Linked DNA regions of Gossypium hirsutum: all the other regions are linked to region 3. A link is a contact called in public Hi-C data. All regions are on one chromosome and are shown on one strand. Each heading gives the region's core, a stretch centred on a gene start, on an enhancer-like site or on the middle of the called end of the contact. The rest is flanking DNA. Distances are from core to core; before and after follow the strand shown.

Region 1 (2,778 bases), core at 111-2,610, 820 kb after region 3:
CATGCACAAGCACATGCATGTAAATAAAAAAGGAATAAAACAATCTATGGTTTATTGAGATTACTGAAATCAAAGTTCATAAATGGTCAATCTTTATTTCAAATGATACTTGGTCAAGCACAAGCACAAGCACATGCATGCAAATAAAAACGGAATAAAAAAGGAACTCACTCTTGATGTTTACTTGTATAGAGACATATCAAAATTTGCAAAAGTATTGACAGATTAAACCATCTCGAGAAAAATCTTGAATATTCAAGCTTTTAATTGTGTATTTTTAGCATTTTCGCATCCCACCTGAGTATAGGGAAAACCAGTTTACTGAGTTTCTATTGACAAAATCTATGTTTCAGAAACTAAAATAATGTACCATGCAAAAGATGTATGCCTTGGTATTATTAGCCTTTTTGCTCAGAAAATTAATAATTTTTTTAATTCATGGAAATATCTACAAGTTAGAAAGAACAAATTAACTAAAGACAGAGTAAAAAAGAACAAATCAAGCCCTTCGGCCCCTGCCTGCATATTTCAATTTAATATTGAATTCGATTCCACTCGAAAAATTCGAAAAAAAATCGAATTTCAAATTATTTGAATTGAGTTAATAGAATCAACTCGATTTTTAATCCGAAACAGTCATATAAAAGCTAAATCATGCAATTTATCTTTAAGTACACATTTTAAATCGTTCAAGTTTTTTACTGGTTTAATAATATATTAGATCATATCCAATTAAGCAGGCTCTTACCGAAGAAAGTTGGTGATCCGATCAAGAGAGTAAAATGATCAGCTTCTAGTTTTGTTCGTTGAGTAATATCGTCGAGCACTTGGTGACCTGAAAAAAACGAACTGGAGAAAAAGAACTTAACAGAAAGGGCCTTGAATCCAAAATCAAATCGAATCGAAGGTTTTGAAAAAGGAGAAATAGAGGGGCGACTTAAAAGGGTTGACAGTTGGAGACAACCCTTGACGACATTTTGATGGCGATGAAAGCTCACGGCGGCTAGGGTTTCAAAACAAAAGAGAAGGCTCCTTCTCTTGGTTAGCTTTGCAGAAGGTTCAGTTTGACAGAGAAGTGAAAGATTTTGTTCATTTTTATTTACTTCACATTATGTTTTACCATAATATAAATAACTAAAATATAATCTAAATTAAACAAAAATAATTATTTTTAAATTTACCCTTTAATTTATCTTCATTTAAGTGAATAAAACGATAGAAAGGGAAAAGACCAAGATTTTAGAAGGTTCAGGAGCGGCCGAAATCTTGTAGTTTCTAATCAACGCGGTTCCAGTATGTGGGTATTATTTTCTTACTTTAACTTCATTGCCTTCATTTTTCTTTTTGGTAGATAAAAATTGAAAACAATTACAATATTATTCCAGTGTAAATATAAATAAACCGATCATCTAGCTGTAAATATTCCATGATCGCTTTTGGAGTTCCTAAACATTATCGGATCATAAAGGAAAATTTTTATCATTCCAGCCAACATATGTATAGTTATATTAACTTCCCTTGGAAATTGTTTTATTAATTTGTTTTTGTTAATGTTCTTGCCATTAATATTATCACCATTAATGTCTATCATTATTATTATTATTTTTGTGATTGGTAACTGTCCAACTTAATTTAAAAAATAAGCTTAAAATTTTATCTAAATCTAGCCTAAATTAAAAATGCTAAATTCGAATCTGACTTGGCATGTTCATATTAAATTTTTTAAATTATTTTTATATAAAAAATTTAAAATATATAATATATCAATAAATTATAGTTTAAAAAACATGTCAAATTCCGGGATAACATAATATGGTAATCAACACATCAGTATAATTTCTTCTAGATGTTATCGACATGTACCCAATGATCACATCAGTCTACTACATTAATTCATCTAAAAAGTGTTAAAACTTAGGTCATCGGGCTGGATCAAATTTGGGCTAGATCCATACAATGTATTTAGATCAATTTTTTAATTCAAGTCTAATCGGTCTAGAAAATGGGCTTACATTTTTATCCAAATCCGATTTGATTTAAAAAAGGTAAACTCGAACCGATCCGGCTTGCTCATATTTGATTATTTTAGATTAGTTTTTATTTAAAAATATTTTTTAAAATATATATAATATACTAAATGCACTAAAAATGCTAAAATAAATGTTTTGTAACTCATTAAAAAATATTTATATTTTAAAAATATTAACATAAATATAATAAATGTTTTATTGTATTAAAATTAGGATTAACAATACTCATCATGTATCTAAATCTCAGTTCTTGAACTATTCTAAATGAATGCTTGCCACACACAAGAAAAGTAGAAATAACTTGATGACACTCATCAGCATCAGCATCAAACTTATAGGTTTTTATAGATGAACCACCTCCTAAAGATGGTTGAGTGGCTATGGTGTATTGAATGAATGATGTCCTTATTAATTTTTTTCAAACAACTATTTAGATGACGTCTTAAATGAGAGGTTTCGCTAAAAAATTTAGAAAAAAAAATGATGTTGGAAAAATTGCATTTTATGGGAACTTTGAGGCATATTCTCAATAGGTAAAGGTGGAGAGTTGAATCATAAAATTATGGTTTCATATTTTACTCCATGAGACCTTTACAACGATACATCATATGCTCAAAATGGTTGAGTGGTGAATGAGAAATTAATGTTCAAAGTAAGCTATTTGGAAATATTTGTTGAAGAAAAGTAAAGGCTTGATCTCACATTAGTTAAATATCAAGTATGAGATGTGTTTATATATGGGAACCCT
Region 2 (2,820 bases), core at 41-2,540, 620 kb after region 3:
AACTAGTTAAATTGGGTGAATTGAAAATTGATAATGCAGTTGATTTAATCACCAATCGAATTCTTTTAAAATTAGTTGAATTTAATTAAATTATTTTTGTTGATTGAGTTTGAACTCGGTTGGCATCGTCATTGTTGCCGGTACAAGAGAAAATGGGTTTAAGCATATTGAAGCGCACTTATATTCCTATTTAAGGGCAGTGATTAAAGATGGCAAAAAAATTTGAATTTGATAGGTTTCGGCCCAACCCGATCCATGAGGGTCGGATTTTTTTTTTTGAGAAATAGGATTCAGACGGGTGAAACTATAAAAATAGTCTGTCAAGAGAGGTAAATCCGCTTTGCCTTGCCCTGGGATATTTTCAAAAAATTGCCCCTAATATATACATATATTAAATATTTTCTTTCAATAAAATACATATATAAAAAAATATATTAATATTTAAGTCTAAATTAAAAAATTATTCTTATATGCTTCTAAATAAAAAATAAAATAATTAAATTAATTTCAGGTCGGATCGAGATGCAGTTAGGCATTTTATTAAATTTTGAGTTTGGGCTTAGGGTGAGTTTTTTCTTAAGACTTGGGATTGGGTCGGGGCAAATTGGTCAAACTTCGGGTTGGGGTTGAGATAATTCATCTTGCCTCACACCGTTGCCATCCCTTATTGGGGTAGGGTTACGGTAGAGGTATCCATGGGTTAGGTAGAGACCCGATTCCAAAAAACTTTTCAAGTCCAGACTCGTTTTCGGCCAAGCTTGGTCTACTCAAAAAGCCCATTTTACCATTTAAAAAATAATAAAATGATAAAAATTATATTTTAATTGATATTTTATATATTTTTATAATTAAATTTAAATTTAAAAATATTTTTCATTGTTGAAATTGAACTCAGGGCAAGTGGACCCAAGGTGTGAAAATATTTATTTAAACTTAATCCTAGTCGAGTGAGATTTATAGGACCTTTGGACAAGTCTAGACTAAAGAGTAGTTTTTGAATTAAATTTTTTATTTAAATTTAAATTAATTTGAAAATTGAATACCAAAAGTACACCACACAAAAAACTTAAACCGATTATCCTACCATATAAATTAATTAAATCGATTGGATTTACTTAGCACAATCAATTTATGGACTTTTTCACCTAAACTTTCCTTTAGATGAATAGACATGTGTTGCCTTAATTTTAATTTTTTTAAGAATAAATATTAAAGTTAAAATTACGTCAATTTTATATGGATATATCGCTGGAAAGATTACAAATGTATTAATTTTTATCCTTGAAAAAAATTATTTCTCTCTATAAATAATATACAGATATCATAAATAAAGACTTTCCTTTTTCACGTCCTCTGTAAAACCCTAACTATCATTCGTTCCCCTCATTTCCCCCCTTTCTTTCTCTATATCTCTTCTTCGATTCATTCCTTCAATCATTCTCTATTTCAAAACCCTAAATACCGTTACAAGATCTGTTCTTGGTTCTTGCATGTTTGTATTTGGGATTAATCAACAAGTCTTCTAGGGTTTGTTTAATCGGAAAAAAAGAAAGAAAAAGAAAAGGAGGACGATTGTCAAGGCTGGCGGGTTTTCGGGTCAAGTAAATGGCGGATCCGCCTGGATTCCGCCTCGATGAGATTGCGCATCATTTCGAGGTCATTTCTTGCTCTGCTGCTCTTGCTAGTGTAGGATTGGATTTGATAGGTTTACCAAGTGGTGACCGTTGCGAACTGTGACCGACCAAGGAAGCCCGAGAAGTTAAAGCATGCTGAGCGTGCTACGTGTGCACCTCCCTTCTGATATACCAATTGTTGGCTGCGAGCTCACGCCTTACGTGCTCTTACGCCGACCTGACAAGACCGTTACAACCGATGATGTGCCTGAGTCGGCCCCTCTTGATGGCCACTTCTTGAGGTATAAGTGGTAAGTGTTTTTAAATCCGTTGAAGAATCTATCTTTTAGGTTTTTTATTGGTTGGTTGCGGGGGTTATGCCAATGGCTAGGCTAATTTCATTTAACTTTTCAAGTGGTATGAAATTTTTTATGTCTAATTAACAATTAAACTCTTTATTATTTATTTATTTATTTATTTATTTATTTCTTGGTTTATGTATTTTGGTTAGTTGTCATGTTGGCCAATTGGATTTTGAGCTAGTTCTTTTGGGTGTGTTATTATTTGATTGCTTTTTACTAAATGTGTGAACTGCTTTTTGTAGGTGGCAAGTGTTTGCATTATAAGACAATTTCTTAGATTCTATGTTTCATTCCTTTTTCTTTTTTTACTTTTTGGTGTTTTGGCCTTTGTGTAGTTCTCATTTTGATCAATGGGGGTTTGAGTTTGGTTTTTGGGTTTGATATATATGACTGTTTTTAGTAAATACAGTATATGTGACATTGTCGAGTTTTTCCGTAAGGGATGCGTGGAATTGAGGTCTATAAGTTGAGTTTTTCTACCTGTGCATTTGGAGATAGTGTGGTTGCTTTTTACTGGATTGCAATCTGTTTTTGTTACTCCGTGTTCTGGATTATCTTGTTTGTTTAGTGATGTGTTTATTTTTTAAATTCTTGAAGTATCAAGAAGTAGTTTCTTGAGTCTGATTCTGGCATTGAGTTTCATGCCATTTTGTTTGGTTTTACTTGGATTTAGTTTTCGCTGCTTGAGTCAAGATTGTTGCAATTGAGCTCTTTGTCTCTTTATGCGTCATAGACAAAACTAGGTTCAATGAGCTAGAATCTTCCATAGAAGGCAATAATTTGTTTCCTTTGTTTTCATTCTTGTGGCCACCTGGCACCACTACTCCTATGAAAGCTCGTAAGAA
Region 3 (2,700 bases), core at 177-2,676:
TCTGTGGCTGTGATGACATGTTGATTTGGGTAATGGTTAAGAGTTGATGTGGTGGCATCATGCCATATAATGCAAGTTGTTACTATAGTTTCTGCTTGAAATGGAGAAATCCATTGGATCCTCCATTAATCTTTGCGGTTCATAAAATCAAAAACCGAAGTGGAAGAAGAAAGTATATACAGACAAGGCAAGGGTAATGTACAGATTCATGTCACGAAATTTAATACAGAAATAAGAAATACACTCTTATCATGATGCCGCTAGATTTCCTTGATGCGGTGATGATAACAAATGCTATACTCTTGCCTAATCCATGCTATATTTTACTATATCCACATGTTACTGTGAGCTTTTGCTCACCAAAGGACTGAACACGGCAGCTTCGCTTAGATATCTACACAACAACCGGATTGTATGAAGCCAGAAACCTGTTGTGAAATTCCGTCTATGGTGTTGAACTTTCCAGTTTGTTGATCAACCAAAAAGAACCCTGTTGGACCACCCTGATGAGCTGATCCAGACACAAATGTCCACTCTCCCAAGGGGACCGAGCAAACACCAGCTCGTATTGCCGAATCACAGTCTGCCCAGCTGAAGAGCTGCTTCTCTTTTCCAACTCCGACACAAGACCTTGGGCACTGGCTAGCCTTCCAAGCCTCCTCTACTCTGGCCCATTGACCTGTCTCTAACTCCATTACCTCGGCGCTCCCCTCGAATTGTCCTTGATTGTCCGTACAATATCCACTCACCACCCAGAATTCCGACCCAATCCCCACCCCTTGACACTCGTCTCGCTCCTCGCTCATCGGTTTTAACTCTTTCCACTCAAACATCCTTGCATCATATTCCCACGCTGTTCTTAAAGCGTTCTTGTGCTCATCGTGACCACCCGCTACGATAATGCGTCCGTCCAACTCACCAGCTGCAAAGAAGGATCGAGTTTCCGACATCTGCTTCCCTTGTCTCCACCTCTGAGTTGTGAACTCGTATATGAACATGTCCCGCACTGCCTCGTAGTTCGTTGGGTCCCACCCTCCCATCACTAAAATCTTTCCTTCACAACTCGTTATCTGACAAAACAAAGGAAGCCCATTAGGGTACTTAGGGACCGGGTCAAGTCGACCCCAGGTTCCACTTACGGGTTCAAACACGGTGATCCCATATCTTGGGGGACCAACTGGTTTGGACCCATCAGGATCGGAGTCGCACTTAAGTAACAGAATCAAGCAAGCTGCTTTTTGGGTATATCCGTTACGCTTTCTGTGATAGTAAAACTCTTTGCTTTGGAGAAGCTCTTGCCATCGTCGACAAACCCGAACTGCGAGTCTGTGAGTTGAATAATGAAACCAAGTCAAGCACTCGTTTCCGATTTCCTCTGGTAAACCAGGGAAGCACTCGTTGAATAATATAATAAAATGACATATTATTATCCAAAGAACAAAAAATGGGTGAATATATGGATAGAGAAGGAGGGGAAAAAGAGTTGACTGAGATAGTGATATGGATAAGCTTGGATACAACTCATCAGTGGGTCCTCTTTATTCTCTTTTTTGGTTATTGTTTACTTTTTTATATGCATTATCGCTTATTATATTTTCATCATTTACATTGCAATTTCTGAATTAATATTATCAATTATGACCATAATTATAATTATATGTAGGGAAGAAGATTTAAGCTTAATTCTTTACGCAGAAGAGATAAAGGTATCATGAAGATTTTTCATTATTAATTTAATTCTTTTTTGTTCTCTCAATTAAAAAAATAGGTAAATTTAGAGGTAAATCTAAGTGTTGGCTTGAAAATTTTTTATTTAAATCCTTTAATTTTTTTAAAAATTTTAAATTAGTAAAAGTAAAATTACCCTGTAACCTCCTAAAATTATAAAAATTTGACTTAATCCTTTAAAAATTATAAAAAATTAAAATTTCTTTCAGTCCCCCTACAAAATTGTTCTAGCTTCACCCCTAGGTAAATTAATATTTATACATTAGATCAAATAGTTAATTGGTCATTTTATTAAAAAATATATATTTTTTACTATTAAAAAAAGTCTTTGTACATTAGCATAACGTGTGTTGGAAAAAACAGGTTTGTAAAACGTAACAGAAAATAAATTTAGAGAAAATAGATTTTTTAATTTTTTTTCAAAATAATGTCTTGGTTATGATATCTAAAGTAATAAACACTTAATCAAAATTGTACATTTCGATTCATCTAGGATGAGCGCTTCAACCTAGTAGTCTTCTCCGCTATCCTCAAACTCATGTCTGTTGAGTGTGGGCTCGCTTCGAATCAAAAAAAATTTAACAAAACTTACCAGTAGGGTAATTTCACAATTTCTCTAAACTTTTGAATCAATTTGTAAATAAAAAAATATCACCAGAAATTTTCTAAAATAACTTCTTTTGAAAATTTTCTCTACAACTTTCTCTTGAATTCAAATGTGTGAAAAATAATTACTCAGTTTTCTTTTTATATAGAGAGAGCTTAGAGAGTTCAACTATGATTGAACTTATTCACTTTTGTAGCAGCCCGATTTTGGGGCTAGTCAGAATAGTGGTCTCGGGACCACAAATTCGAAGTTAGAGAAATTATTTTATTATCAAAATAGAGTCATAGCATGGTTATTTTAGTGCATGAAAAATTTGGTGAATTAATTTTAGCGTTTATGAGCCCAATTGTGAAAAAGGACTAAAT

The links. A called contact is a pair of places that touch in the nucleus more often than the background predicts.
Region 1: a contact with region 3 is called in a Hi-C map of leaf, with 2.7 times the contacts expected there. The contact joins the promoter of LOC107948228 here to the promoter of LOC107948473 in region 3. A contact is called at or near these places in 2 of 34 Hi-C or Micro-C datasets (both in leaf).
Region 2: a Hi-C map of leaf shows a contact between it and region 3, with 2.4 times the contacts expected there. The contact joins the promoter of LOC107948232 here to the promoter of LOC107948473 in region 3. A contact is called at or near these places in 3 of 34 Hi-C or Micro-C datasets (callus and leaf).

What each region holds. Positions count from the first base shown.
Region 1 is chrA04:21,692,980-21,695,757 of Gossypium_hirsutum_v2.1, forward strand. LOC107948228 (54S ribosomal protein L17, mitochondrial) reads right to left here and starts at 1,361. Exons shown (of 9, transcript XM_041111035.1): 1 at 1,182-1,361; 2 at 749-849.
Region 2 is chrA04:21,487,465-21,490,284 of Gossypium_hirsutum_v2.1, forward strand. LOC107948232 (carbon catabolite repressor protein 4 homolog 1) reads left to right here and starts at 1,291. Exons shown (of 12, transcript XM_016882708.2): 1 at 1,291-1,924. The coding sequence starts at 1,767.
Region 3 is chrA04:20,868,019-20,870,718 of Gossypium_hirsutum_v2.1, forward strand. LOC107948473 (F-box/kelch-repeat protein At2g44130) reads right to left here and starts at 1,427. Exons shown (of 2, transcript XM_016883030.2): 1 at 1,256-1,427; 2 at 161-1,070. The coding sequence starts at 1,040. The coding sequence ends at 387.